Linked DNA regions of Mus musculus: regions 1, 3, 4 and 5 are each linked to region 2. Evidence: chromatin contacts called from public ChIA-PET and HiChIP or PLAC-seq data. All regions are on one chromosome and are shown on one strand. The core of a region is the stretch at or near the end of the contact, and the rest is flanking DNA. Distances in the headings are between cores, read along the strand shown.

Evidence for each region. ChIA-PET counts read pairs in DNA pulled down with a chosen protein or histone mark. HiChIP or PLAC-seq counts read pairs in DNA pulled down with a chosen protein or histone mark.
Region 1: a contact with region 2 is called in an H3K27ac HiChIP or PLAC-seq map of large pre-B cells, with 3 times the contacts expected there. The contact joins the promoter of Kidins220 here to the enhancer-like site in region 2. A contact is called at or near these places in 3 of 39 promoter capture datasets (the C10 cell line, cranial neural crest and pre-B cells) and 2 of 115 datasets of contacts at active chromatin or transcription factors (bone marrow-derived macrophages and large pre-B cells).
Region 3: an RNA polymerase II ChIA-PET map of memory CD8 T cells shows a contact between it and region 2, with 10 read pairs. The contact joins two enhancer-like sites. A contact is called at or near these places in 1 of 484 Hi-C or Micro-C datasets (nephron progenitors) and 2 of 115 datasets of contacts at active chromatin or transcription factors (large pre-B cells and memory CD8 T cells).
Region 4: an RNA polymerase II ChIA-PET map of effector CD8 T cells shows a contact between it and region 2, with 7 read pairs. The contact joins two enhancer-like sites. A contact is called at or near these places in 3 of 115 datasets of contacts at active chromatin or transcription factors (acute myeloid leukemia, effector CD8 T cells and large pre-B cells).
Region 5: a contact with region 2 is called in an RNA polymerase II ChIA-PET map of memory CD8 T cells, with 6 read pairs. The contact joins two enhancer-like sites. A contact is called at or near these places in 3 of 115 datasets of contacts at active chromatin or transcription factors (CD8 T cells, acute myeloid leukemia and memory CD8 T cells).

The regions. Positions count from the first base shown.
Region 1 is chr12:24,971,701-24,977,182 of GRCm38.p6, reverse strand. Kidins220 (kinase D-interacting substrate 220) reads right to left here and starts at 2,251. Exons shown (of 32, transcript NM_001081378.1): 1 at 2,121-2,251. It overlaps Gm36236 (a long non-coding RNA gene), which reads left to right and starts at 1,586. Exons shown (of 2, transcript XR_381341.3): 1 at 1,586-1,824; 2 at 2,070-4,998.
Region 2 is chr12:25,915,217-25,921,009 of GRCm38.p6, reverse strand. No RefSeq gene overlaps it. Among named protein-coding and RNA genes, the nearest start is that of Gm29835, 61 kb to the left of the region's middle. Within about 2 kb of position 2,774, at least 26 of the 459 cell types and tissues checked have an H3K27ac peak or open chromatin away from gene starts, as enhancers often do. A contact at or near this core is called in CD8 T cells, effector CD8 T cells and memory CD8 T cells, where this site is marked.
Region 3 is chr12:25,010,418-25,016,390 of GRCm38.p6, reverse strand. It overlaps Kidins220 (kinase D-interacting substrate 220), which reads right to left. Exons shown (of 32, transcript NM_001081378.1): 19 at 5,253-5,496; 20 at 4,803-4,891; 21 at 2,950-3,094. Among named protein-coding and RNA genes, the nearest start is that of Gm36236, 38 kb to the right of the region's middle. Within about 2 kb of position 3,055, at least 89 of the 459 cell types and tissues checked have an H3K27ac peak or open chromatin away from gene starts, as enhancers often do. A contact at or near this core is called in memory CD8 T cells, where this site is marked.
Region 4 is chr12:25,237,831-25,243,439 of GRCm38.p6, reverse strand. No RefSeq gene overlaps it. Among named protein-coding and RNA genes, the nearest start is that of Gm36441, 31 kb to the right of the region's middle. Within about 2 kb of position 1,594, at least 106 of the 459 cell types and tissues checked have an H3K27ac peak or open chromatin away from gene starts, as enhancers often do. A contact at or near this core is called in effector CD8 T cells, where this site is marked.
Region 5 is chr12:25,313,928-25,319,278 of GRCm38.p6, reverse strand. No RefSeq gene overlaps it. Among named protein-coding and RNA genes, the nearest start is that of Gm46343, 13 kb to the right of the region's middle. Within about 2 kb of position 3,103, at least 46 of the 459 cell types and tissues checked have an H3K27ac peak or open chromatin away from gene starts, as enhancers often do. A contact at or near this core is called in CD8 T cells and memory CD8 T cells, where this site is marked.

The sequences.
Region 1 (5,482 bases), core at 1,002-3,501, 940 kb after region 2:
TGGCTGCTCTTCCAGAGGTCCTGAGTTCAATTCCCAGCAACCACATGGTGGCTCACAACTATTGTAATGGTATCTGGTGTCCTCTCCTGGTGTGTCTGAAGAGAGTGACAGTGTACTCATGTAAATGCAATAAATGCATCTTTAAAAACACAACTGTCCAGGCCACGATTGATGCTGTGTAAGTAAAACCACAATCATCAGAGAGTGAGCTTACAGCTATGAACAGAGAAAGTCTCTTCGTCAGTGCGGCCTCAGTGTGGCCCCTGAGACACAGGTCATCAAGCTACCCAGGATTCTGACCTCTCCTCAACCCCAGAAGCCTCCTTTCCCCAAGGTTTCTGCTTGTGCCTTCCAAACATTCAGGAATTCAGTGAAGAAAAATAAAACTGACATTCTTCAACAAAAGCTGGAAAAGGGGATGGCAGGCTCACACGGGATCATATATAGAAAAATATAATTTAGCAGTGCATGCATACACAATATAGACTTAAAAAAAAAAAAAAAGAATCAGAACTCTAGGCACAAGTTAGGGACCAAAACAGACAGCCTACAGGAAAGGAATCAGGCAATTAAAGTGGAAAAGAAATGCAAGACATTACGTTTAACCAAATAGAATTCCCAAAGTTTGAATTTTGGACAGAACAAAATATCCAGAGATAAGGAAAATAATAAACGACCATGTGACTGGGAAAGAAAAACAATGTTAGTGTTGTTGTCATGAACACCAGAGAAAGAGCACCCATGCGTGCAGGGATGGAAGGGAAAGAAAAGAGGAGAGGTGGGAGGAAATGGGAAAGTCTAGGAAAGAAGGCAGCAGGCATTTCGTTACATATGTGTGCCCCTTCCAACCAGCCACCTTAGAATTGATTGGGGCTGTGGGGATACCCTTAAAGAGCTGATAACTAGAGAATGATGTAGTGGCACAGGGGCCTGGGAGGCAGAAGCAGGCTGATCTCTATCAGTTCCAAGCAGACCAGGGCTACATATTAAGAAGACCAGGGAGGGAGAGGAAAAAAAGGAGAAGAGGGGGATGAAGGAGGAGGAGAAAAAGGAGGGAGGGAGGGAGGGAGGGAGGGAGGGAAGGAGGGAAGGTAGAAAAAAATGAAAAAGAGAAAAGAATTTATGGAAACGAGATGCCAAAGATAAATCTGGAAACCATTCTCAGAGTGTTTAAAAGGATTCTCAAACTGGTGTGCAATTATTTGTCTCCTGACCCAAATAGTCCCATTTTTGCAGGCCTGTGGTGAAGCTCAGAAACAAATTTTTAACAAGGACCCCCAAGTCGGTCTGATCAAGTTGACTGACTGTCGTTGTAAAGCTTGAGAACAAAGAACGCACCTTGCCACAGCATTTCCAGTCTTGGCTCTGAACCAGACACCCAACTGCCCTTAAAAATAGATTATGTGTCTTTTCCTTTTACTGTAGACGCTTTGTTTTTTCGTAGCGTCAAAAAGAGAGCGGGGGACTAACCCATCAGAATCACCTCCAAGAGGTTTTTCCTCAGCCACACCCCACACCAAGAAATGGGAAGCTCTGAAAAGCAAAACCGGTGCATTTTTAGCAAGCACCTCTAGGGGGCAGAGAGCTCCACAAACAGTTATTAATGAGAAAATGGTCTAAAATGGTTTAAACGTGAAGACAACCTAGGGAAAAAAAATGTATACAAATCCCCACAAAGCAAACATGGACGCGTTCTATTCGGGGGCTTGCGGGCATCTTGCAAGGCGTTTAAAAGCCTGCACAGGACAATGGGGGCAGTGGGTTCGGCAATTTAGCACAGAAGAAAACAACTTCTCCTCCCTGGAAAGCAAAGCAACCAAGAAGGTAAGGCTCAGGGGCACCGGCTGCGGGACTCACTAAGTGATGGGTGTGACAACAAGGAAAGCGGCCTGGGCCTGGAGTCAGTGCCCACGGGAGAACGCCGCACCGGAGCGCCTGCCTTCCGCGCTTGGCTGCACCGACCTCGCCCGACGCCCGGACGCCCCGCACCCAGCCTCCGATCCCGGCCCCCTCCCCCTCTCCGGTGCCACCGACAGACTCGTCTCCCTTTCCCCTCCCCCCTCCCCCAGCCTCGGACACTGTCGCTCTGCCTCACCCGACCTCTCCGCCTCCGCACTGACCGTGTCACGGCCTGGCCGAAGACGGCGCCCTCAGCTCTGCAGAACAGCGCCGCAGACCTTGTCAGAGGACAAGACGCCAAGAGCACACAGCTATGCCCGCACCACGCCCGGCGGCCATCTTCCTAGGAGTCAGGAACTGACAGGTCACGTGGTCGTGTGGTGGGCGGTGCTCCTTGTGGCCACGCCTCCTGGAGGGGGCAGTGTGGGAGGAGTTGCAGGTGCTGAAGTGGCTTGGACGCCCTTCCCTCTATTTTAAAGGAATGGAAACATTGCTTCTTTGCCTGGTTTGGCTTCAGATGGTTTGGGTTGGGTTAGGTTGGGTTGGGTTGGGTTGGTTTTGATACAGAGTCAAAGTCGCCCAAGCAGGCTTCAAACTTGCTATGTAGCCAAGAATGACCTTTACGCTCCCGATCCTCCTGCCTCCACCTCCCAGCTGACCCAGCTAAATTAGTGTATTTTTCACAGGTGCCCCAGGCAATATTTTTCCCTGTCATTCGCGCTTTTGAAAGTTAATTTATAACCCGTACCTGGCATTATAAGCAATAATTCAGAGAAATAAACAACAATTACAACTTTGGAAGCCATTGCCCACTTTGCAAATGAAAGTCGCTTAGTTCCTCCTTCCAGGGTCCAGAAGTCCGAAATCTGCCTTCTCCATCATCGGAAGAATGCACTGCCTCCGCAGACGTCCATACTGCCTCCTTCCAGCTGAGGACCCCCCGCCCCAACCCCCCAAGGCCCTTCCAGACTTTGCTCTTCCCACCTCTGCAGAAGTATCACCAAATGCTATTAACTGATCCCTGACCACCATCAGCAACCCCATCCTGGCAATATTCCCTTCAAAGGGCCTCCTGACACCCATTTCCTAGTCTTCTTCCAGGCATGGTACTCCTTCCCAGGTTCCACCTACCTTAATTAATTCAGAGTTCCAGAGTTCTGCCCACGGTCAGTCTCATCCCCAATATGGCCGATATTATAGGCTCCCTCCTGATCCATCTCCGGAAGTGAGTGGGACCCCCACAGGAAGTGGAAAGTTATCTCACATATCACCCCATACTGTCTAAGCAGTTCCTGTGTTAATCACTCAGATCTATTTTAAACCTTTTACTCCCCCATGGGCTGCCGACTCTCTCAACTCCTCTCCCTACCCAGAACTCTTCTTATCTGTCAGGACACTAAGCACTTCTCAGTTAAACTCTTCAGTACTGCCCCCCCCATCCGTGGAGCCCGTTCCCCACAGCACCTGGGAGTGAGGCTCTTGGAAGGCGTGCCCTCACAGACCTTGCCCTGTTCTGCCTGCCTTCCCCTTCAAACCCTGCCAGGGCAAACTGGCCAGTATTTTCTGCTAATAGACACACTGGGCTTCGTGGTACACACCTTTGCCCTCAGCACTCAGAAGCAGAGGCAGGGGGAATCTCTGTGAGTTAGAGGCTGGCTGCATAGTGAAACCCTGTCTCAAGAGGAGGAGGAAGAAGAAGAAGATGAAGAAGAGGAAGGAAGGAGAGAAGGGAGGGAAGGGGAGGGAGAATGTTATCAAGGGGTGAGAGAGGTCACTGAAAAGATCTCACTGAAGAGAAATAGCTGCAGAAATGTAGTTCCTGTGCCCTTGGGGGCTACCCCCAGGGGCTCAGCTCACATTTGAGAAAGATTGGCTGAAGGTTCCTGGCCCTAGCCTTCCAACTCATTTCTCATGCAAGTCTCCCAGACCCTCCTTCATGTACCTTTAACTTGTGCAGAGGGACAAGTAGATTAATGGGATGACTTCCACAAGCCAGGAAGCTGGCTTTAGACAGGACCAGGCTCATGCTTTCCTACACAGAGCTCTCTGCCTCCAGCGGGGAAACCAGAATGAGGGGCAAGCACATCCCACTGATTGCCTTTGGTCTCAGACACAAGCCCAGCTCGGCGACCTACCTTTCTTCCCATCATTGAAACCAAATCCCTGCAGACATTCAGGGAGCACACCATTCTTCCCTAGGGCTGATCTGGAAAGCACTGTGGTTAGGAACTGCAGGTTAGGGTACCAGGATGCAGAGTGGGCTCAGTGAGGAGAGGCAAGGGAGGCTGGGAACACATTCCAACAATTATAAAGCCAGCCCCTGCCCTGCCATGGACCAGACAGGTCTGAACAGGAATTGGGGTAAAACTCTCAGACCTTTTCCTTTTAATTATAGGGATAAGGCATTCCTTCCATAAAATAAATTTTTTAATTATTTAAGAATGACTAGATAACATTTTATAAAAGTGATTTTTAGAAGCATTCAAAATGTTGTGGGGATTGGGAGAGATAAGAAGGCAGTGTTTGCAGGGCAGTCCTAGGTGAAGCAGGGTTAATCTACACGTTTCTATCCTCTACCTCCTGCCTCTGAACGGTTACTCTGATTCAGGGGAAAGTTTCATTTTGATAACAAGGATTTGCCAGCCCCTGGTCCCTTCCACGCTATGGACCCTCATACCCAGTCTTGCAATCGAACTACTGCAGAACTAAGGTTTCCTCCTCAGTTTTGTCTCAAAGACATGCCTCTTCCCTTGCTCTCTGGTCTTTCTCTGGTTCATGTAGCCTGCCTAGATCTTTCCAAGAGACACACCCAGTGGGGTTGATTCTGGAATCACTCAACAACCCAAGACTCTGAATCAGCGGCTTTGAGAGTCTGGCTTACCTTCTTGTCATGTGTTTTTATGGAGAAGGAAAAATAGGCATTATCTTTCCACTCCTTGCCACTCTCTCCAACAAGGCTGTAATTTGATCGCCCTCGGGTCCTTTTTCCATAGCATCAGCACCTGGCCTGATGACTTCAACGGTCTAATCTTTCTCTGTGGCTTCAGTTTCATTGTCTAGCATATTTTCCACAGAAATCTCAACATGTTTTATACACTATGTTGCTCTAAAATGGTTCTTTCTTGGCTGGTATGATAGATCATACTTATAATTCCACTGCATAGGGGAGACTGAGGCAGGAGGATTGCTGTCAATTTAAGGCCGGCCTCAGCTACAGTGTTACTCTTCTATGATTTAAAGTAAATATGGACAGCTGGAGAGATAGCTCATAGCACCTGCTCTTGCAGAGAATCTGAGTTTGGTTCCAGCACCCACATTGGTGGCCTAATAGCTGCCTATAAATTCAGTTACAGGGCATCTGACTCCTTCTCTCTTATGGCACCCCATTCCCCCAGCCCAGAGGAGTTAGAAAGTTAAGTATTTTTAAGAAGCAAATAAGATGAATATGTATTCGTTACCAAGAATTTGGCAAACACATAAAAATTTGAAGTGTCAGCTTCTTTTCTATTACCACTTAGGATTCTCTGGCTTCTTAATCGAGATATGAAGCATAAACTTCATTGGTCAACTCATACTCTAAACA
Region 2 (5,793 bases), core at 1,525-4,024:
GTGGAGTATTGTGGTTACATGCTCCAGGTTAGGAACCTGTTCAAAGTTGATTTAAATTCCTGCCTTTCTCAATTATGAGAACTGCCAGTGTTCCTTCATCTGCTTAATCTTACCAATTTTTCTGTCCTGTGGCACAGTCCACTGCCTCACACAGAAAAGCAAGCAAGTAGCGATAAGGAACTAAAAATATTTAAACTCAAATCAAGGCAGCAAGGGTAATCTTTCTGTTTGGGGAGCTGTTATTACTGTCAGAATTCAGAAGAGATGAGGCAGTGTCCTTCCTGAAACCCACCTATCCCTAAACAATTGATGAAGGAAGACTGCAGGTTTTCCCATTCAGCAGGGTTGCTACAGCTAACTGCTTGACCCTTACAATGTATACAGTTTGGGGATGTGGGCTGCACACTCTAACGAGGCTTTTTACACTGGGCCAAGGAGGTTGGTACTGTCATTCCCCAACTAAAAGAGGAGCATGCTCACACCCAAAATCTTCCATTCTCTTTATCATCACATTGCACAACTGGCTGAGAGATCAAGGAGACCCAGTATGTTTACCATCTTCACCTTCGCCCATCAAGGGTATTAACCAGTCCCACTGTATGGATTCTGACAGCACTTAAAGACTTAATTGTAAAAGCATTCAAATGTATTATCGTTTTTCTCCTAGCTATGCGGTTTGAATAAAGGATACAGGATGAGACTCACTGATATATTGAAAATAGATCCAGTTTTCACTAAGTCTAGACTTCTAGCCCCATGAATCTCATTTAGCTCACAAAGAAGTTAGTGCTCAAACAATCCCTATTCTGCTTAGGCGTGTTCTATCAGGCAGTGTGGGGTTGATTTGGCTTGCCTAGGTGGTCTGTATTATTTGGTGTATTTAATTCAAAAGTTTGTGGTGAACAACCTAAGTTAAATAATGCATCAAAAACAGTGTACTTTTCTAAAGATGCTATATTCTTCATTAATTCAGCGAGCAAATACCACCCCATCTGAGAGCAGGTACCTCTAGCAGATGGAACTGAGGTAGTAAACTAAGCGTATCAGTAGCACAGGCAAGCTGGAGGACGCTAACTGCCTGAGTTATTTTTGGGCGGTTCAGCAGATTTCTTCTTTCCATAATAAGTGAATTTTTCTCCACAGAATTTTAAATTTAACTGATTTTTCCCCTCCACAAAATAAAGTTATTCCAAAAAGGAATGTTCATTAACTCTGTACCATGAGTTACTTTTGTGATCAAACTCCAGAAAGAGGAAAAGGTCAAAGGTCAGTTTTTAAATTATGTCTACCACTCTTTGGTCTAGAGGATGCTTAGAAGGATCACAACATAAAAAGTTCACCTATTCTATATAGAAATGACAACTGGTCCAGCCCCTTTTCCTGTGGCAATATAAAATGCAACCCTTCTCCAAAATGAGTAAGAGGAAGTATATTCTGAGAGAAATATGAGTGGCTACAACCCAGGATATTCCAAATAAAATATTCTACCACAGAGGCAGTTACATGCAAATTTTATATTCACAGATCAAAAGAAAGTCATAAATCAAGGTGATTACCAAATACATTGGTGTAAAATACCAGGTAGGTATGGCACACCAAAACAGGGAAGTCTCTGATATGGACCTCAAATGTTTTCTGATAATGTTCTTAGCTGTGGTCTTAGTAGAGGCCATTAGTCTGCTAAGTTAATATATTTCAAAGGTTTACTTGATAATCAAAAGGATGTTAGGCCGTATACAAGGGCTGCCCATAAATAGCTATTAAGGGAACTAAGGATAAGCCAAGGCTGGCTCTCAGTCAGCAGCATCCTGTGTTCTAGAGAAAGGAAGCCCTAACAATCAACCAGTCATCTCCAGGATCTTGCTCTTGGGTGTGGCTGAATCAGGGAACTTCACTGCACACCCCAAGTTAACAAATGATGGTGACACTGGCTTCCTCCAAAGTCAACCCCATTTTGTCACCTAATCATCAGCATTAACCGCTGCAGGAAGCTGCTCTTTGTATGAGTTGTAAGACTTCTGAATTGGGATCTTCCTTACTTGCTTATTGCTGTGGTAAGATCTCACGACCAAGGCAAAGGTAAGAAGAGAATGTGTCAGAGATTGAAGGAGCTCACTTCCCCAGGAGTCCTTCCTGCTTTCACTGTTGAGAGTGAACCAAGAGCAACAGGTGTCAGGAGCCCAAAGCTGTGGCCACTTAAAGCCCTTTGTCTCCATCTTGACTTCTGCCCTGAGTGGGCACAGAAGAGTAGAGGGAGAGAGAATAACGAAGAGCTTCCTGGGAAGAGGATGTGCCCTCCACAGTGACTCTGCTCTCATCTCCACTGCACAGAAACCAGCAGGATTGCCTTTCAGCTGAGACCCCCACATCCTGTGAAGGGTTCAGCAAACCTCAGATCCAGTTTCACTTTACATAGCTTGAACTACAGACAGAAAGTTCTAGAAACGGTTTGTAGTTTTAAAACAACTTTTATTGTAGTATATCATGATAAACATTCTAATTCGTTAGTGGCTATCATTGATCTTTCTCTTCGAGAGCCTAATTAGTTCATCATTTGTAAAAAACAAAACCAAACAAAACCAAACAAAACCAAACAAAAACAAAAACAAAACATTTAGTCAGTACAGAGCTCCATCTTGATTTGTTTTTAGAAGTGGTCACTAGCTATTTCTTTTACTTTGGTGTTTGTTTGAATGAGGAAGGGTTTCAGAGACAGTTAGGGGGTTCTGCTCCATGTAGCTCAGTCATGAAACCCCAGGCAGTGAGGAAATGTAGCCCCTGCTGATACCAGGAGTGCAGCCCCACAGTTACACACATGCATTTCCTTATGCTTATTCACACTCAGTTGTTCCTCTCTTCTTCATTCGTACCAGGAACTTCCTGAGAGGAAGAAAGCCCCATCTGACTCTAGAGGTGAGGGCAGCACTGATACACTTGCCCTTAATGAATGAGTCAAGGAGAAAGCTGGGCCTGGACACACAGCCTTGTGATTCCAACTACTGGAAGGAATACCCAATTACTGAGGGTAAAAGTTCAAAGCCTGCATGAGATTGTAGAGATCAAGGACTTTAGTGAGAGATGTCTCAAAATAAAAGCGGGTAAACTATTGGCTACTGACAGTCTTCAGATGTATGCTCACTGTTGAGCCCACCGGCTCCAATGAATAACTTCAAACCTGTGGTCACAGGCAGCCAAAACCCAGAAGACATGAATGTGGGAAAGGAATTTTTCAGAGCGACATAGGGGAGAGTTGGGGGTAAGGCTCATCAGAATGCATTATATCCATGCATCAAATTGTCAAAGGACCATTTTAATTAAAAGAGTAACTATTTCTGATGTCTGATCCTGAAAGACTTGAAAGGAATTGTGTGATTTGTCATGACTCTTAGCAGCACATGCTGAGCTGAGCTGAGCTGTTAGCTGGGTGGTCACGGCAGATTTGGCATACATCCCTGTGCTCCTGGCTGCAAAGGTGACCCAGAAACCTTTCTGTTCTGCAGCTCCAGTCCTGCAAGTGACAGTCCTGTAGCACTGTTGACAAAGTCCCATCACCCAGGTTTTACACTTAACAAGGATTTCAACCCTCCCACCCCCAGCTAAGACAGGAAAGGAATCGTGTAGTCTACTTTTGAAGAAGTTATCTCCAAAGCAAAAGCTACACAGACTCTTCCACACAGTAAATCCAAAAATGACTCCCCACCATATGAAATGGACATTCAGTGGTGACCCTTTGAGAGGACAGAGTCCAAATTGTCTTTGAAAATAAGTAAAACAGTCATCAAACCAGCCATTATGCTGAAAGCTGAAAATCTGGACAGCTCATCTTATGGCAAGCACTGTCCCATTTCAGTTCCAACCCAGAGATTCTGAGCACTGCCTGGGTGAGTAAACAGCTCATTCATTTCCCCGCCACACCCCTAATATCATCAGCGTTCCATTATCATCTGAATGATGGCTGGTGGTAAGGTCGTAGCTATGGCATGAAAGATTCGTTCACGATACGTATGTTTTTGTATTAGGGAGATATTTAACAAGAGAGAAAGGAAACTCATCTCAGACTCCCTGGCACTCCGGTAGAAGCCCACTGCTGTGTAATACATTATGTATTCTGGAACTACTGTTGCTGCTTCAGCAGTGTGCTGGCCACCGCACACCCTCTTATGGAAGCCAGATGCAACATAGGGATCAAATGGGCCTGCTCTGGAAGGGAGACAGCACTAACTGGGAAGTAGAAATGGCAGCAGTGCTGTGAAGGCCATTTCTCCTCCATGGTTATGGAAGATGAGCCTACACACTATGCCCTTCCAATTTCAGTGGGTCATGCGAGCCTGGGGTGGTGCAGTTTCTATAGAGCACAAGAAAGGAGACAAGGAATGAGACTAAGCTCCATAGGGTAATTGAGTTCACTGCCTCTGACTTGGGAAGCCTTTATTTATTTATTTATTTTCAACTATTAAAGCAATTCCTGGTATAGAGTCTTTTTTTTTAATTAGGTATTTTCCTCATTTATATTTCCAATGCTATCCCAAAATACCCTCCCTCCCACTCCCCTACCCACCCACTCCCACTTTTTGGCCCTGGGGTTCCCCTGTACTGGGGCATATAAAGTTTGTGTGTCCAATGGGCCTCTCTTTCCAGTGATGGCCGACTAGGCCATCTTTTGATACATATGCAGCTAGAGTTAAGAGCTCCGGGGTACTGGTTAGTTCATAATGTTGTTTCATCTATAGGGTTGCAGATCCCTTTAGCTCCTTGGGTACTTTCTCTAGCTCCTCCATTGGGGGCCCTGTGATCCATCCCATAGCTGACTGTGAGCATCCACTTATGTGTTTGCCAGGCACCGGCATAGCCTCACAAGAGAGAGCTATATCAGCGTCCTTTCAGCAAAATCTTGCTAGTGTATGCAATGGTGTCAGCGTTTGGAAGCTGATTATGGGATGGAACCCTGGATATGGCAGTCTCTAGATGGTCCATCCTTTTGTCTCAGCTCCAAACTTTGTCTCTGTAACTCCTTCCATGGATGCTTTGTTCCCAATTCTAAGAAGGAGCAAAGTGTCTACACTTTGGTCTTTGTTCTTCTTGAGTTTCATGTGTTTTGCAAATTGTAACTTATATCTTGGGTATTCTAAGTTTCTGGGCTAATATCCACTTATCTGTGAGTACATATCATTTGAGTTCGGAGGATCCCGCAATACCTCTCCTGGGCATATAACCAGAAGATGTTCCAACTAGTAAGAAGGGCACGTACTCCATTATGTTCAAAGCAGCCTTATTTATAATAGCCAGAAGCTGGAAAGAACCCAGATGCCCCTCAACAGAGGAATGGGTACAGAAAATGTGGTACATTTACACAATGGAGTACTATTCAGCTATTAAAAAGAATGAATTTATGAAATTCCTAGGCAAATTTTTGGGAAGCCTTTATAAAAGCTGCAAAGCATCTAAGCTTACAGCCCATTGGAGGCAAGATACTGTGCTAACATCAAGATCTGCCCACTGGATAATGCAAGATAGTTTCTGTGCCTTCAGTGGCATTTACAAGAAATTGATTAAACAGAAAGTATCTTCATATGTAAAGCATAGAATAAAAGAAAGCAGGCTCAATCTCAGAAGAGCTGGGCAATTTTAGGCAAGAGAGCTCTGCCCAGTGTAATTAGCTCTGAATAACTAAGACAACAAAGGTTATGTCCAACTGCTGTGGCTTCACATTAGTCACTCCTAGAGGAGAGTTATTGTGACCACTTCATACCTTGGCAAGTGAGCATGGCCCAATTCTTATAGTCACAGGCAAAG
Region 3 (5,973 bases), core at 1,806-4,305, 900 kb after region 2:
GATTGTGTTACGATGTATCTAAAACTTGTTGTCTACACGTGGAATACAATTAGCTTGTTCTTAGGGTGTTCAGAGGACTAACTGAGCATTCCTCAGGGCATGCTAGTTTGAGGACAACTGCACTGGCAAGCTTTCAGAATCAAGGCTTCCCTGCAGTGTTTTGAGGCCTTCACCTTGACAGGACTACAGAGAGGCTTGGTTCTTAAGTGAGAACAACAGCAGCTCTATCCTATTGCCACCAGGTCAGTCCATACCTGCACCCACATCTACTTGTCTGACAGGCTCTCATGGGGATCCTGCTGGCCCGCACGTGATACAGGTGACAACCCCTCATCCAGCTCTTCCCTGGCCTCAGGCCCTCCCTCTGCATCTCACCACTGACCTTCCGGGAAGATGGGTGTGCTCTTCTGGATGCATGACAGGATGACTCCTTCATCCCAGTGAGCGATGCTACAAGCATTTGCCAACTATGGGCTTACCGTGACTACTAACTGTGGTAAAACCCAGAACAGAACAGAACAGAACAGAACAGAACAGAACAGAACAGAACAGAACAGAACAGGTGATGCAGTCACAGCCTTCCTCAGAAGCGTTCACTCAGCAAAACAGATGATAAACCCAGCAACTGACAACCTATGAAATAACTAGGTGAACATTTAACTAAATGTGTCTTTTGGGGGAGCAACAAAAATGGAAGACTAAGCACTAAGATAAGCTTGACAATATCCTTCTTGTAGAGGCTGAGTTTTTAGTTTTTAAAACATAGGGGTCCATGTAGCCTGTTGGCTCTGACTTCCTGATTCTCCTGCCTCCACTTCCAGACTGCTAGGACTACAGATGTAAACCTTCACATCCAACTCACTAAGTTGCCCAGGCTGGCCATGAACTTGAGATCCTCCTGCCTCAGCCCTGTGAGTAGCTTACATTTTGAATCTGTGCCACCAGGCCTGGCTAGCATCAATTATTTAAAGGTATCAACTCAGGTCTCTTTGGAGTCCCTGAAGATGTCTCAACACTCTAAATTCCTTGCTGTGGATTCTGGAGCCCTAAGGCCTCGGATGAGCTGCAGCTCTCTGACACCACTTCACGCCGCTCTGCTCCTCTCACTCCACCCAGGCTGGCACTCTAGCTGTTCTTGGAATCCAGCTCCCAGCCTCTGCAGTTGCTGCTCCTTTTCCTCAGAATGCTTCTCTCAAAGAGCCATGTGAAGTGTGGTTCTAATTTCATTCAGGTCTCTTACTCATTCACAATCTATTCCAGATGCTGAAGTGGGTACTGCGGTTAAGCAGATCAGACAAAGACCCTTGCATGAGGGTCTCCCCTTCCAGAGAACAGACAGACAAAGACAGTATGTGTCAGAAGACAGCTGTTCTATGGAGTAGGAGGAAACATGGAAGGAGGCGGCAGAATCGTTTCGTTTGAGATGCAGGAAGGTCTCATGGAAAAGCTTATAGGTAGGGAAACACCTAAAGAATTGAGAAAACCCACTGCTCAGAATCATGACAGGCCATGTTAATGAAAACTGGTCAAGATACAAAGTTGAGCTCCAAGAACTGTAGTCACGGGCAGCCTAATATTAAAGAGCAAGAGGACACAATGTGTTAACTAGCAACAGTTAGGAGGGAAACCATTGCTACAGCTGCTTGTGGCATCCAGATAAGGATGGAGCCCTGGCCCTGCACGCTCCCTGTAGGAGCCATTGGGGAACCTCAAGTGCAGTCTCCTCGCTGAAGCCCTGAGAAGGGTCTTGGGAAATCTGGGAGGACTGGAGGAAGAACAGCATGGGAGAGGGCAGTGTGCTCTACCAAGGAGCTTTGCTGAGAACAGAAGCAGGGCCAAGGCAGGGGCAGAGCCAGGAGGGGCAGAGCCAGGAGAAGTTCCAGGGAAAGGGAGGTGCTTGAGTGGGAGGGGTGCTATCTTACTTCCTGTTAAATTTCTACCATGCCCAGACCAACTCTGGGCATAAGAAGGATGATAAGACATATTGTCAAGTGAGAATGTCGGTGTTAGCAATAATATCAGGAAACAGTTCCTCTGTCGAACCAGCATTGGAAGATTGAAGTCTCATTTAAAGAGATTTATAACTATAAAATGTTATCTTAGGTATGACCCCCACCTATAATACAGTTTACGTCAGGAGCCCTAAACTTAGTATAAAATGCAATTCCAATTGACAGAGTCAACACTAGGAAACACCAGAAGGTACCAAGCAATACCATGTAAGGAAAGACACACATTCTAGAAGTTAAAATGCAAGTGTGTCTATGACTGCTCTCATGCTAATTAGCCTTAACATACAGAAGAGCAGCGTCCACACAAAGAATTCAGTCATAGCAATAAGCTCCTTTTTGGGGAATGGGGCAGGCTTGGGAGGTTCGAGACAGGGTTTCTCTGTTTAGCTCTGGCTGACCTAGAGTTCACTCTGTAGACCAAGCTTGCCTTGAACCTGATCAAAGATATGCCTGTCTCTGCCTCCAGAGTGTTGAGATTAAAGATGTGGGCCACCACTGCCTAGCTAATAGTCTCCATTGTATTACAAATATTTTTATTCAAATTATCATAGAAAAACTGAAATAATATGGCAGTATATAAAAATCTGAATTTCAGCACAAATATTAATGTGCTCAGTTATATAAATTATATAAATTTAGCCTAAATATAAAGTAAAAGAACTTTAAAATGATGAACTTTTAAGATAAATTCCCAAGTGATATCAGATTGTCAAGTACTATTACAAAAAAGTTACTACTATCATCTACCACTACCAACACAGCTCACACTCAAAGTGCTCTGTTAACGTTAAAACTTATGGTGAGTCTGGGGGTGCAACTCAATAGCACAACATTCACAGAGCTTGCACAAGCCCTGAGTTCAATGCCTACTATCTCAAAACAATATAAACAAAATAAAACTTATTATCTGTCACAGAACTTGAAAAACAAAAGTCACCTGTCACCGAAACAATATTGAGTAACCGTCTCATGGTTTGTGGACTGATGTCACTGAACCAATCCTCAGTAACCAGCAGCTTTGTGAGATCAAAGGACATCTGCCTCGTGATGGTTCTCTGCATCTGCCTTCTGCGGTAAGTATCCTGAAACAACAGCACCAGTGAGAAACACCCATCCTTGAGAGTTAACATGCACGCTTATGGTAAGACCAACAAAACAGACTGCAGAGCCAACTCAGTGGGTAAGAAAAGCAGAATTCACAATATTAACCAAAGAGAAAGATTGCAGGCTAGTCAAGTACAGTCACTTCTGAGGCACTTTCCAGAGCAATGACTCAGTAGAGTTGGCAGGCAGGCATCCCATGTGTTAGAGAAAACGTAATGTCTCAGATAAGAAGTGCACAGAACTCTGTAAAGAAAATCACGGTCAAGCTCCATAAAGCCTCGTACTAGGAGCCATAAAACAATAAAGCAGGTAAGTTCCTTCATGGTTCTAGGGATTCAGCATCTCTATTTTTAGGGTGTTTTAAAGTGTAACACGATTTTATCCCAGGCACAGCCACTCTTAACTTCCCTGGCATTTCCTCAAAGAGTTGAAGGCACCCTGTAGAGTGGGCTGGAGTGGCTAAGGTATCCCACTCCTAAGAGAAGAACACTCCCCCGAGTCCTGACGCATGGGAAAGGTAGATGAAACCATAGGTCCCCAAGAACCTGGGCTGCCAAGAGAGAAATCCAACATGCAGCATCACACACCCCCCTGACCTTGGCGCTATCATTTGTCACTCATATTATCTCTGAATTCATATCCTGCAAAGCATGTGGGCACAAAGCCAAAGACACAAGGTTTAAAAAGTAATGCCCCCCCCCCAAAAAAAAAGCTGGGCGTGGTGGTGCACACCTTTAATCCCAGCACTCAGGAGGTGGATTTCTGAGTTTGAGGCCAGCCTGATCTACAAAGTGAGTTCCAGGACAGCCAGGGCTATACAGAGAAACCCTGTCCCGAAAAACCAAAACCAAAACCAAAACCAAAACAAAACCAAAGTAATGTCCAGATGGTAGCAAACAAGAAAACAGGCAATGCCAGTATGAGCCCACGTCAGCCATCCGTAAGTGACATTATCAGCAAAGCTCCCCTGCCTGTGGACACCTTCCCACTTTACAAGCCTAAATAAATACACCTGGTTTTGCTCTACAAATAAGATGGGTGGACAGAGAGACTGAAGCACTGAACCAGAAACCCAGGGAGACTGGGAAGGGCCCTGAATCACACCTGGGCGTGGAGACTACAATCCAGACCTTGTAAACATTGGGCAAAGAGAAAGAACCTAAAGAGATTAAAAAAAAAAAAAAAAAGTAGGGCCGGCACCTGCTCAGGAACGAACGTGAGGCCACGATCATTTGCTGGCTAGGAAATCTTACTACTTAGGTGCAGAGTCAGCAGTGATCTGGGAAGAGGCTGCGGGGTGGGGGCCTCCTCCCTGATGAAGGTCTTTACCCTCCAGGCAGCTCTGAGGCAGCTGACGCTGAAAGGGAGCTCCGCACCGACCTCAAGAGCTTAGCTTCGTGTTTGCCTTTACAGGAGAACACTAGGCGTTGATTACAGAGAACACTAGGCGTTTACAGAGTACACTAGGCGTTGTTTACAGAGAACACTAGGCATTGTTTACAGAAGAACACTAGGTGCCACAAACTTAATTTTATTTGAATGACTGCTAAAAAAATAAAAATCAGAGTCAGGATATAGCTAAGTGGCAGAATACTTGCCTAGCATGCGGAAGGCTTTGAAAGGCTCAACCCCAACACTCTAAGGAAAATTCAATCACACCATTAAACGGCAGGAATGGCACCTTACCCTTCTGTTGAGGGCCGTTTTGCTACCAAGCTTTGTCATCTCCCCAAGGCTGTTCTGTGAAACTCTTCTGTCAGCATCCTCCTGCACTCCTGGAAGAAAGCATTGGGACAGCACTGTGGTGGTTAAAATGAGTTTCTCCCAGAGCCTCCTGTGTCTGAACACTGGGCCCCACTTGAGGCTGCTGCTTGGGAGGCTTAGGGGATGAGGCTTGCTGCAGGAAGTGTGTCCCTGGAGATGCCTTTTGAGAGTTTGAAGATGTATGCCTTTGTGTTTGCTCTCCGTTTCCTACTTGCAGTGTAAGATGGGAACTCTCAGCTTGCTACTCCAGCCCCACTGCCACGCTTCCCGCCATAACGGTGCTGAATTCTTATCCCTTTGGAGCATAGCTAAATAAACCCCTCCTTCTACAAGCTGCCTTCAAGCTTGAGCACTCTAGGGCTTGATACTTACCTGTTGCTTCTGAGCACGAAATGTCCCCATTTGTTGCTGAAGTTACAAGAAATTTTCTTGCATTGCTAAGCCCACGACTATTAAGGAAAACTGGTAAATGAACTATATTGCGCATATAGTCATGTCCATTTATATTTGAATCACGAAGCACACTATTCAGGTTCTGGTTGATGGCCTTTATAATAATATGTGGATCACTTGCAAAAATGGCAATAAAAGGGCCCTTTGAAAACAGAACTCGGACCTGTGGTAAAAGAAAGGTATGGACGTGATGCGAATTTTTAAATTATACAAGAAATATCTTTTTTAAAATATGTACTATCCTTTGGTGCTATATTTTTAATATCATTCATTTTTTCATCAAAATTTATTCTCTATATATACAACTTTTATAGATGGCTCAATCTTAGATTGCTATCATCTACCCACAGTGACACAACTAACAAAGGGAACTGCTAATGTGGGTTCCTCCCCAGACACCTGCAGCTTACACAGAAGTAAGATCAACACATGGCAATTTCCGGTGAGCACATGTGAGTTCTGCATACTCAGTTAACCACTGTTGTTTATAACAAACCTCAGATCACAGCACTACAAATTCTCCTGGTCCCCTCTGTCCTCTCAGAGGACAAACATGACTGCTGCATACTGAGCCACACTTGTCACTCAGAGATGCTCTCTGTGAGGTTTTGCTGTGTTTTCTTCCTAAAGTGCCATCAGG
Region 4 (5,609 bases), core at 345-2,844, 680 kb after region 2:
CTTTAAAGAAAAGAAGGAGGAGGAAGAGGAGGAAGAGGAGGAAGAGGGAAAGGGGAAGGAGGAGGAGGAGAAGGAGGAGAAGGGGGAGAAGGGGGAGAAGGGGGAGAAGGGGGAGAAGGGGGAGAAGGGGGAGAAGGGGGAGAAGGGGGAGAAGGGGGAGAAGGGGGAGAAGGGGGAGAAGGGGGAGAAGGGGGAGAAGGGGGAGAAGGGGGAGAAGGGGGAGAAGGGGGAGAAGAAGAAGAAGAAGAAGAAGAAGAAGAAGAAGAAGAAGAAGAAGAAGAAGAAGAAGAAGAAGAAGAAGAAGAAGAAGAAGAAGAAGAAGAAGAAGAAGAAGACGACTTCTTGTGTTTTGCAGATTGTATCTTGGATATTCTAAGTTTCTAGGCTAATATCACAGCAAAACCTCTCCTGGGCATATACCCAGAAGATGTTCCAACTGGTAATAAGGACACATGCTCTACTATGCTCATTAAGCAGCCTTATTTATAATAGTCAGAAGCTGGAAAGAACCCAGATGTCCCTCAACAGAGGAATGGATACAGAAAATGTGGTACATTTACACAATGGAGTACTACTCCCCGCTATTAAAAACAATGAATTTGTGAAACTCTTGGGCAAATGGATGGATCTGGAAGATATCATCCTGAGTGAGGTAACCCAATCACAAAAGGACTCACTTGATATGCACTCACTGATAAGTGGGTGGTCCTTTTCTTAACTCCTGGGCTTTGGTATGGGACAAGGGATGGGGATGCCAAGGTGTCAGTTGTCAGATCTCAAGCTCACTCCTCACTCACAGCCCAGAGCCCAAACTCCCCCGTGTCCACGGGTGCCCAAGGGCTGAGGAGAACATCATTTAGTGGCTATAAGAGCTTGTGAGCCACTCATTGCACCATACACTGAGGGGGGGTGGGTAACTCAGCGAGATTGAGAAACCTCAGTTTCTGCTTCCTAAATATCTAATTCTTTATTTAAGATTTGGCCTTGTTGCCAGAAATTAGCAAGTGACAATGTATTTTGACTCTTTAAAGTGTGCTGGGAACACATGAATCTACTTTTCCATAAAAGAGATTACTAATCGATACTTAAATTTATGATGGTCAGAAATGATATATAAGACATTTCCACAATGTTAAGACCTCGAGAGTGAGTGAGAGGCTGGAAGATAGCTCAGTGGGTAAAGCGCTTTCTACACAAGATCCCAGAACCTTCGTAAAAGATGGATGCCACAGCACATCTGACCAAAACGCTCCTACAGAGAGACAAGGGGCAGAGACAGGAGCTCATAAGCCAACCAGCATGTGTAGCAAAAAACCACAGAGACCCTGTCTAAAACAAGCTGGAAGGTCCCTGATATGAGTCACATGACACTGTGAGGGTGAGAGAATAAATTAGAAGTCTAAAGAACCCAACTCGTATAACATTACCTGCCTGATTCTTCCTCTTTAAGGACTTACCCAGCCATCTACCAGCAAGCACAGCTACCAACTACCAAATGCATATATTCTTGGCACGCTGTCTTAGACTGTGCAAGCTCTGTGATGTGGGTAATATTGTTTTTCCCATGCAGATGACTTTTTTATTGTGGTAAGAACTCTCAATATGAGATTGCCCGTGTTAACAGACATGCAAGTATTCAGGAAATTGCTGCTCACTGGAGGCCCAATGTCTATAGCTTATACATTCAGCATCAGGGAAACTTCCTGTCTGTTCCCTTCTCTCTCCACTTCCTGGTATCATTCCATTCACTGAGGCCATGAATGTGGCTACTTCCAAATGCCACAAGTACATGAAATCATATAGTGTTTGTTTTCTATGGCTGGCATATTTTACTTAGTAAATGTCCTCAAGGCTTACCCATTCCTTCTTCTTGAGGGCTAAATAATATTCCATCCTTTGTAGATGCTATGTTTTCTTTACACATCTTTCTGTCAGTGGACATTTATTAGGACTGTTTCTACATCTTTCCTATGTAGGCAGTGTGATTAAACCCATTTAACAGATGAGCTAACTGAGAGTCAGAGAAGTCAGGAAGCCCTCAAATTCAAGTACCCTTGTCAAACCGGGTCTTGACTGACTCCCCACCTTCTCCCTGCCTATGGCTTGTATACCTCAAGCATTAGCAGTCACATAGAGGGAAGTTGCCAGAGTCCCCTTTCTCTCTGTTTTACAGGTAGCCTGCAGATCCTGCCAGGCCTGCCTGCAGGTGCTAAATACGAAGGGAGCCAGGCAAGGCTAAGCCATCCTATTTTAAAGGCCCATTTCTACCATTCCACATTATCCTCCTCCAACCTGCAATGAAAACACACAGGGGAGGGGTGTAAAAGTCTTGTGGTGTGTGGCCTGGCCGGGCATGTTTTATACCCACAGGGTCAGTTTCCTTGGGCTGGCAAGTGCTAAGTAGGCTGCTGGCTTCCAGGGATATCCTAGCCAGAGAGAGTAGAGTGGTGAGAGAGGAAACAGTAGCCAATTAGGACAGTTTTACTGCCTGGAGTCCCAGGAGGGGAATCTGGGCCATCCCCGTGGAGAAGGGATTGGCTGGGAAAAGATTCACGAAAAAGGAGGTGCTGCCATGGTGTTAAGACCAGACTGAAGAAAGAAAGAGACCAGTGACCTTGTTAGGCATCTCTGTGTCTCTGTAGGGATGGGTGGACTAAGGCAGTGTGAGTCACCTGGATGACCCACCAGCAGTTCCTCCTGCCCTGAGACGGGAGAGAAGGGTGTACTTACACGTGGATGCAAGGCAGAGAGTACGCTCTTCACCTCAGCACTAAAACACGAACTGAGGAGCTGGGCGAGGAGCCCTTTGGGATTTGTTCCTTCTGGTTGGGAAATGCACCCAGGAAGGTTAGTTAGGAGGGTTCGAATGAAGAATCTCTTGGGTGAGTGTAACCAAACAGCCTTTGCGGTCCCCCTTCCTTGGGAACTTACCGGACTTAACAGGAAGTCCCCTTTACCCAGACCACTTCCCAGCATCAGAAAGAACAGGACATCCTGTCCCCACAGCTCTGCAAGGTCAAATCAACCAGCGGCATCTCTGTCCCCTTTTCTCACCAGAGGCCAGCGCACGGCCTCCTCATCAACATTCTGCCGGCTGGGCGTCGAAGCTGCGGGAACTGAGAAGTAGGTCACCCCACAGGCTAGGAAGGCTGCTGTGTGGTTTCAGCTAACTGGGTTGCTGGAAAGCCCCCCTGCCCACAGTTATCCCCTGAGTCACCACCTCACAGTGGCGAGGCAGCAGGCTGACTCCGTCTGAGCTCAGCTCGCAAGGCTGTGCTGTGTGGGGCATGGGAGGAGTGAAACCCACCTCTGAAACAAAATCCAATAGTATCACCCTTCAAGAGCCTTCCAGAAACCAGCCTTGGTAGAGGAGCACCCGGGGGCACTGTTGGGGAGGACTCTGCCTTTGTCCTAGATCCCCAGTACTCTGACAGATCTAAGCACTTGGGCCACAGGAGCTGGAAGCAGAAGTGGCCCAAAGGTCTGGGAGGTTTCAGGGGACACAGGTCAGGTGTACAGAGAGAGAAGCCTGGGACCAGAGGACATCAGGGTAAGAGCCACCCGTAGCTAGGTGGCAGTTGTTTAGATCCCTATGCAGAGTCAGAACAAGGGAGGAGGGTAGTGCAGTATTCACCCTCTTTTTCACCTTCTTTGGCCCCGTGTGTTTTTTGTTTGGTTGATTTTGGAGGTTTTGGGTGGGTTTTTTTTTGTTTGCTTGCTTGCTTTTTTTTTTTTTTTTTTTGGTTTTGGTTTTGGTTTTTTGGTTTTGTTTTCATTAATTTATTTATTTACTTTACATCCCAATGGAAGTTTCCCCATCCCCCTCTTCTCTCAGTCCCTCCCTCTCAACGCCCCTCCCCTCACCCTCCCCCCTTTCTCCTTAGAGAAGGGGAGCCTTCCCTTGGATATTATCCCACCTTGATATATCAAGTTCTAATAGGACTCGGTGCATTTTATTCTAGTGGGGCTAGGCAAGGCAGTCCAGTTAGTGGGGAAGGGATCCAAAGGCAGACAACAGAGTCAGTGACAGCCCCTGCTCCTGCTGTTAGGGGTCCCACATGAAGACCAAGTTGCACATCTGTTACATATGTGCAGGGGGCCTAGGTCTGACCTGTGTACGCTCTGTGGTTGGTGATTCAGTCTCAGTGAGCCCCGATAAGGCTCGTGTGTCTTGCTAAGGAGGTGGCATTGTACCTGAAGACACTGGAGCCGGTCTGGGTATTTTCTGGTGGAAAATTATGACCAGATATCTACTTTAGAAAGATGCCTCTGGGGCTGGGCAGTCCATTCAATCAGTAAAGCACTTGCAAGATCCGAATTAGATCTTCATAGCCCATGTAAAAGAAAAGGCATGTGGCATGGCTCCCATTCATAATCCCCATATTGGGTAGACAGAGACAGGCAGATTTCTGGGACTTCCTATCAGTCAACCTAGCCTACTTGGAGAATTCCAAGCCAGTGAGAGACCTTCTTTCAATAAAAAGAAGTAGACAGAACCTAAGAAATGACACTCAAGTTTGTCCACTGCTGGGAACAAGCATCTACAAGTATCAACACACACACACACTAAATATACACAAACACACTCACACACACACACTCATACACACACATCTAAGGAACCCATTAGGAGGAGAGTGACTCAGGACAGAGATTGCTTGGAGGGACACAAACGCACCCAACAGATGACAGTGTGAGGGAAACGGGAGAGGCAGAATGTCTGATGAGCTGAGAATGATTTGGTCTGCACATAATATCTGCTGTGTGTCCCTGGGTACGTGACCTACCTTCATCATCTTGCCCAATCTCTCCAGTTCCCTGATATGGGGCCTGAACTTGTCCACTTGATGGGAAGGGGATGAGACACAAAAGGCATCAGATCCCAGAGCTGGGGAATGCGGATTGAGGGTAACTGCTCCCAGAATCTCTTGCTAACCCCAGCCTGGCACACCCAGCTTCAAGAGTCAGCCAGAAGATCTGGATGGGTGGCATGATTAGACACAGGCAAGGGGTATATCAGAAAGAAAGTCTCGGCAGACATACCCAGAGGAACATTCAAGGCATTGTTACCCTGTAAACTTTCTGTAGTATATTCTAGAATGTTCTACATTTCTATTGCTGTCCAAGAGAATGCCCAAATGCACTCACTATTGCTACGTGTGCTTGAAATATGGCTATTGGGAATTTCAACTTTTATTTTATTATCATTAACTTAAACTTGAGCCATTACCTGTGGTGAGTTGGTGGCCAGGCTAGCCAAGGAAGATCAGTTTTGGAGCCAACACAAACTATGCTTGAAGCACAGAAAGCCCAGCCTAGCCTGGGCCAGAACTGCACAATCAGTGACTTCTGCTTAATGGGTCCAAGTGCCTGCTACTAGCTCTCCACATTTCTTGGGATAACAAAGACCCACAAAGGTAAAGGAACGACCCGTCTTTACCTACAGAAAACCAGGGTATGAACTGGGGAGATGGCTCGATGGGTAAGGTTCTTGCCTTACAAGCATGAGAATCTGAGTTGGATCCCTGAAACTCTCATAAAAATCATCATGGCTCACACTTGTATTCACAGCATTGGAGAGAAACAAGGATGAGACGAGCCACGGAGCC
Region 5 (5,351 bases), core at 1,854-4,353, 600 kb after region 2:
TAGCTGTGAGTGACTAAGACATAGACATCATCAAATGAACAACTACAACCAATGTTAGAACTTGTGTCCCCGGTGTGTCTAAATAGCTCTTCCCTCACATCCAAGCTCTTTCTTCCCCCAACCCCCTTGTATGCTACTCTCATATATATGTATAGGCTCAGCCCAGGGAGTGGCACTATTATAAAGTATGGCCTTGTTGGAGTAAGTGTGGCCTTGTGATAGTAGCATACAAGGGAGTTCCAAAGACAAAATACAGTAGGAACTGCAATGACCAACAAAGATTTTTGACTCACTGAGCACCGAGTGTCTAGTCACAATGACATCATTAATTCCTTGATACCCAGCATGGAAACCCTTCACCCAGGGCTCCCAATGACCTCAAAATCCAGCCACCCACTCTTATCTCTGCCTCACAAAGAGCTCCACATAAGGGCCCTCATCATGAAGTGGTGAGCAAGCTGTCAGTGAAAACCCTTTGTTCAAATTTGAAATCTAATTCTGTGCTATTGCATACATTATGACACGCTGCAATTTTTCCCTCATTCCTGTTGTATGAAAATTAATCTGCTGCATGAAAACCCCTCCTTAAGACAAAGGAGATTGATTTATAGCCAGTCTCTTTGCTATAAATTATCCGGCAGCATGGTACTTCAGGCTTGAGAACGGTACCAGCACTTACCTTTCATAGATGATGTAAGGTGACTTCTTGCCATAGAAGGATGCATAGCCGTCTTCCACAGTTCTTCCCAGCCATTCCCATGGGGACTTCCCACCCCCTTCCTTGCAAGCATGTGAGTTGTGTTCTGGCTTGTTTTTATTTTGTAGATTAAGAAGTGTCAAATTGAAATCTTTGGCTTTGCTCCCTACATACTTTGTTGCCTGGGGGAAAATATAGATATGTCACTGTGACCCTCCCCTATAACCATTTAGGGACTTACCCGAGCCTTGTATGGAGTCAGAGGCCAGGGACACAGAATAGCAGCAGGTTCTGTCACTGTGTAGAGGAGGCTGGCTAATAGCCAAGGTTCTCCCTGTGAAATACTCCACAGGGAATTGTGGAAGAGGAGCTCAAGGTCACACATTTCCCATGTCAACTGCATAGACCTTCAGAAACCAGGCAGAGGGTATCTAGAAGTAACAGCTTGTATTTGTGAGGGCTAAGATATAGGTCAGCCCACAAAGGCCACATCCTTTCCTAAAAAGAAGAGACCTTCAAGAGAAAGGTCAATGCCGTGTACTCAAAGCCTAAATTAGGGACAGCATGCCCCTGAACATAGGCTAGGAGATTTACCATCTTTCTAAAAGTCCAGCTGCTTATAATGGAGCCTACCCTAGCACCTTGCACATTGAAAAAGGGCATTTGACTCCTAACATACACAGCAGCACACATTACTTGCTATTATTGGTCATCTTGGGATGGTTTTAGTAAAAACTGCACAGGAATTAGATTTTTAAAAAGTTAAACTCGATGAAATAAGAATTAAGAATTGGGCTACACGTAGAGCAAGAGTGGTAGATCCAACACTCTGCTCAGTGATTTGGCAGACCACATTTAGAGGCTGCACAGGAAAGAGAATGGGATGTGGAGACTGCTCCATTGGTCCAAGCTCTGGGCTGGCCTTAGCGTGAAGCATGATCCAAACAGCCACTGTGATTGATTGAAGCCCAAATGTTGTGCCTGGATGAGAGCTGGCTACATCCTTCAAAAGTACGTGGAGGACATGTTTCCTGAAATTTTAGTGCTGAGCTTTGATGCTGTTCATTGTTCCGAAGAAGCTCAATGTCAGACCAAGTGGATGGTGGAGCTCATCACAGAGCATGTGCCGTAGTTTACAATGCTCAAGGCTCTGGGAAAGAAGGAAAGGAGGAGAGGGAAAGAGAAGCAGGGAGAGAGGGAAGGAAGGAAGGATCTCTACCCACCCCTATAGTGCCCTCTGAAGCGAGCTACTTTGTTTTGCCAACTAAAGGACAGAAGGGTCATGGTTTATTGCCTTTCTAGCCCTTCAGACATGTTCTTCCAAAAGGTATATACTCAAAAAATGTTGGTATCCATTAGGGAATGTTTTTCCCCACAAGGCCACATCCCAGTTTTGAGTCAGACATAGGGGGAATGCACTAGGTGTCTAAGGTTGGAACTCTCAGAGCTTTTTGCAAGGCTTCTTGTTTCTTTTTATTGAGGTTTTAACTTACAAAGAAACATTGCTCCTTGTAAAGAAATGATACAGACGCAAGCCAAGTAAGCATTAGCAATCTTTCCTTCCTTGCCCTCAGGTTCCATATGAGCTAGCCCACACTAAACCTGCTTACTCTGCACCCTCCCTGTCCTTCAGGGCACTACAGCCCTATAGGAATGGCAAGGTAGGAAATAATTCCACAAATTGTTTAATTTATAATCCTGATTGGAGAAGTCCCTGGTTACCAGTGGACCCCAGTTAATAAATATTTTTTTAATTTTCTAATGAATAAGTATAGTATTTGCTAAGAAAATGAGAAAACAGATGGCAATAGAAGACCATCCCTAGCATCTGGCCATGGTCAGATCCTTGGCACTCTACCTCATGTGTGCCAGGAATGTCTTCTGCGTTATTTAACACAACCCATGTAAAACACTATATATTCCTTGGAATTATTCCCTTTGACTAAAGTTTCCAGCCTTCATAAGCAGTAAAACAAAACCTTGACTCTGTGAACTTTGAGAGAAGGTGGCCTTCACTACCCAGCCGGTGTCTCCATATTTCCCTCCTTCAAGTTCAAGACTGATTCTGTAGATTTGAGAATGAGCAAGACAGAGCACAAGGGTAGCTGGATGCAGGCAGTACACACCTGAGGATCAATTCAGATTTGAGGATGACTGTAATCTCTAGCGTAAATAATTTCTGATGGTCTGGGCTCCATCATTTCCTCCATGACGCTGCTGGAATGGTCATACCTTGCCCCTGCTTCCAGTGCATTCTTAAAGAAAAATCTGTCTGCTACTAAAGCCATCTTGGACTCTCTCATTGTTTGAGAGCACAGGCCATCACAGTGAAGAAGGCATAGCAGCAGGAGCCTGAGGATGCTCACTGCATGTCAGCAGACCAGGAAACACAGCAGAACAGGAAGTGAGGCTCAGCTATAAACCTCAAGGCCCATCTCCCACTTCCTCCAGCTAGGCTCCACTTCCCACAGGCTCTATAACCTGTCAAAACAGTAACAGCTGGGAACCAAGCTAGGTACAAGAGCCCATGGGGGACATTTTACACCTAAAACATAACACCACCCAGTGGAAATTAAGCCAGGGTCTGTGTTAGCCATGCAAGGGCGACTTTTCCCATTCACACCGCCCACCTTCCTTTATTGCCCATTTTCCTTTTCTGTCATCTGGATCCAGTCAATTTTTCATGGTTAGAATGAAACATTTTAAGCACAAAGTCCTTCTAAAGTCAAACTATTCTATGAACTTTTTAATGACTTCTATATTTATCGCACCTGGTTTTTCTAATTACTTAATGATTCTAAAATTAATATGTATCATGAAGGGCTGTTTTATCTTCCTAGGGGAGAAGATAAAAACTATAGAAGAAAATGTGTCAGTGTGTATATGAACAAAGGGAAATAGGTCACATGGAAGAAATCACGAGATGTATTACATTCTGTTCTTATTTAAAAAAAAAAAAACCACTTCATTTTGTTTCTCTAATCACATAAAAGACTGGCATTAGGGTTTCTTGATTTAAGGATAAGAACAAAGTATGTATCTAGCACAGCAAAAGAGATTCTCTGCCTCTACTAGGAACCATGGGTTTGTAGATACATGTAACCAGAGCTATGAACGTGCTGACATCAATTTATCTCGGCTGGATGTGTGCAGCTTTTTAGAGATAAGTAAATATGAATAAGCATGTCCATCAACTGTGACACCAAGAATGGGGCATATAAAATTATTCAGTAAAAGACATAACATTAGGCAAGCCACAGAGGTACAGATGTGTGGTGTGGTCTATTATAAATAAGAGAAGGGAAGGAAACAGGGAAAGCAGGTAAGAGACCAGGGGTGCAGAAGAGAAGGGGCTAAGGTGTGAGAAATAATCAGAAAGAGATGCAGCCAAGATGGTGAGAAGAAGTATGATAAACTCACAATGGAGGTCGGGGGGTGGGGTGCTGAAAAGGTGACATTTGAGCTGAGGATCTGAGTCCCAGAAAGAACACCCTAGACTGAGGGTGTCCTGTGTCACTACAGGAAGAATAAGCATAGCCCCCTCAGAAACAGAAAAGAATCAGGGCATGGAATCAGAGAGCCTGTCAGCTGGAGGACACAGAGATGGAGAGGGAAGCCACACAACAAATCCCACACAGCATTTCAGGGCATAGGAGGGATACTGAGTTTTTATTGTTGCAATGCAAACTTATTAAAGATTTTAAGCAAAGGACATGCATATTTTAGAAGGTCACCCTGAATATTTCTGCAGGAAGTTTAGAGGGCCTGACTGGATGTAGGAAGACTCCGTAAGCTCAAGAGATCCTGAGAGTAAACCAGGAAATATCTGGCATGGCATGGCTCACAGTAGTGACATTAGAAACTCTGAGGATGCTGAGCTGGACAGGTGCATTGGAAGTAAAGCTAAGAAGAGCTGGGCTAGAGCTGATGTGAAGGATAAGAAACATCATGAACTTGGGACCTCTGGATGATGCTTCTGAATAGATGATGGAGCCAGTAAATGCCTGTGTACAGTGAAGAAGGCATCACAGAGCTGTGGAGGTGAGATCCTATGTGCTCTAAAGTGAAAGATGGATTTGCAAACATGAAACTTCTTGGCAGTCAGAAGGAGAGGTCTCCTTAAGCCCATGATGCAGAGACAAGGTGAGGTCTCTAAAATACTACCTACGTCTTTTCAGAGAGAACTTGAAGTTCAGACCAGAGGTGCTCTGAAAAAGCATCGCAAGTCAGTCATGCACTGAGAACACAGCCCTGTTCTCAGGTCTGGGCTTTCTGCATCACACTGTACAGAAAAAAAAGGAGGAACAGAGCATAGTGTGGTCCTAAGAATAACCTGAAACAAGTGCCTGTGAATCTGTGTAAGTGTCTTCCTTGTGATACAGCTTGCCAGGAGACCATCATCCCTCAGGTGAACTTAGAAACAAGTATCTATGAAAACCGTGTCAGGCTCCAGAATAGACAAAAACTAAACAGAGACTATTCTTTGTCTTGCCAAATTGTTCCAAGTTATGGCTCACTTTCCTTATGTGTGAATCATTTTACACCTATAAGTTATAGAAAATTTACCTTTATATTAAAAAAATACCTGAGTCATATCCATAGGCACGCAAATTATGCTTGGGGTCATGTGCCATGGCTTTTTGAGCAGTTCATA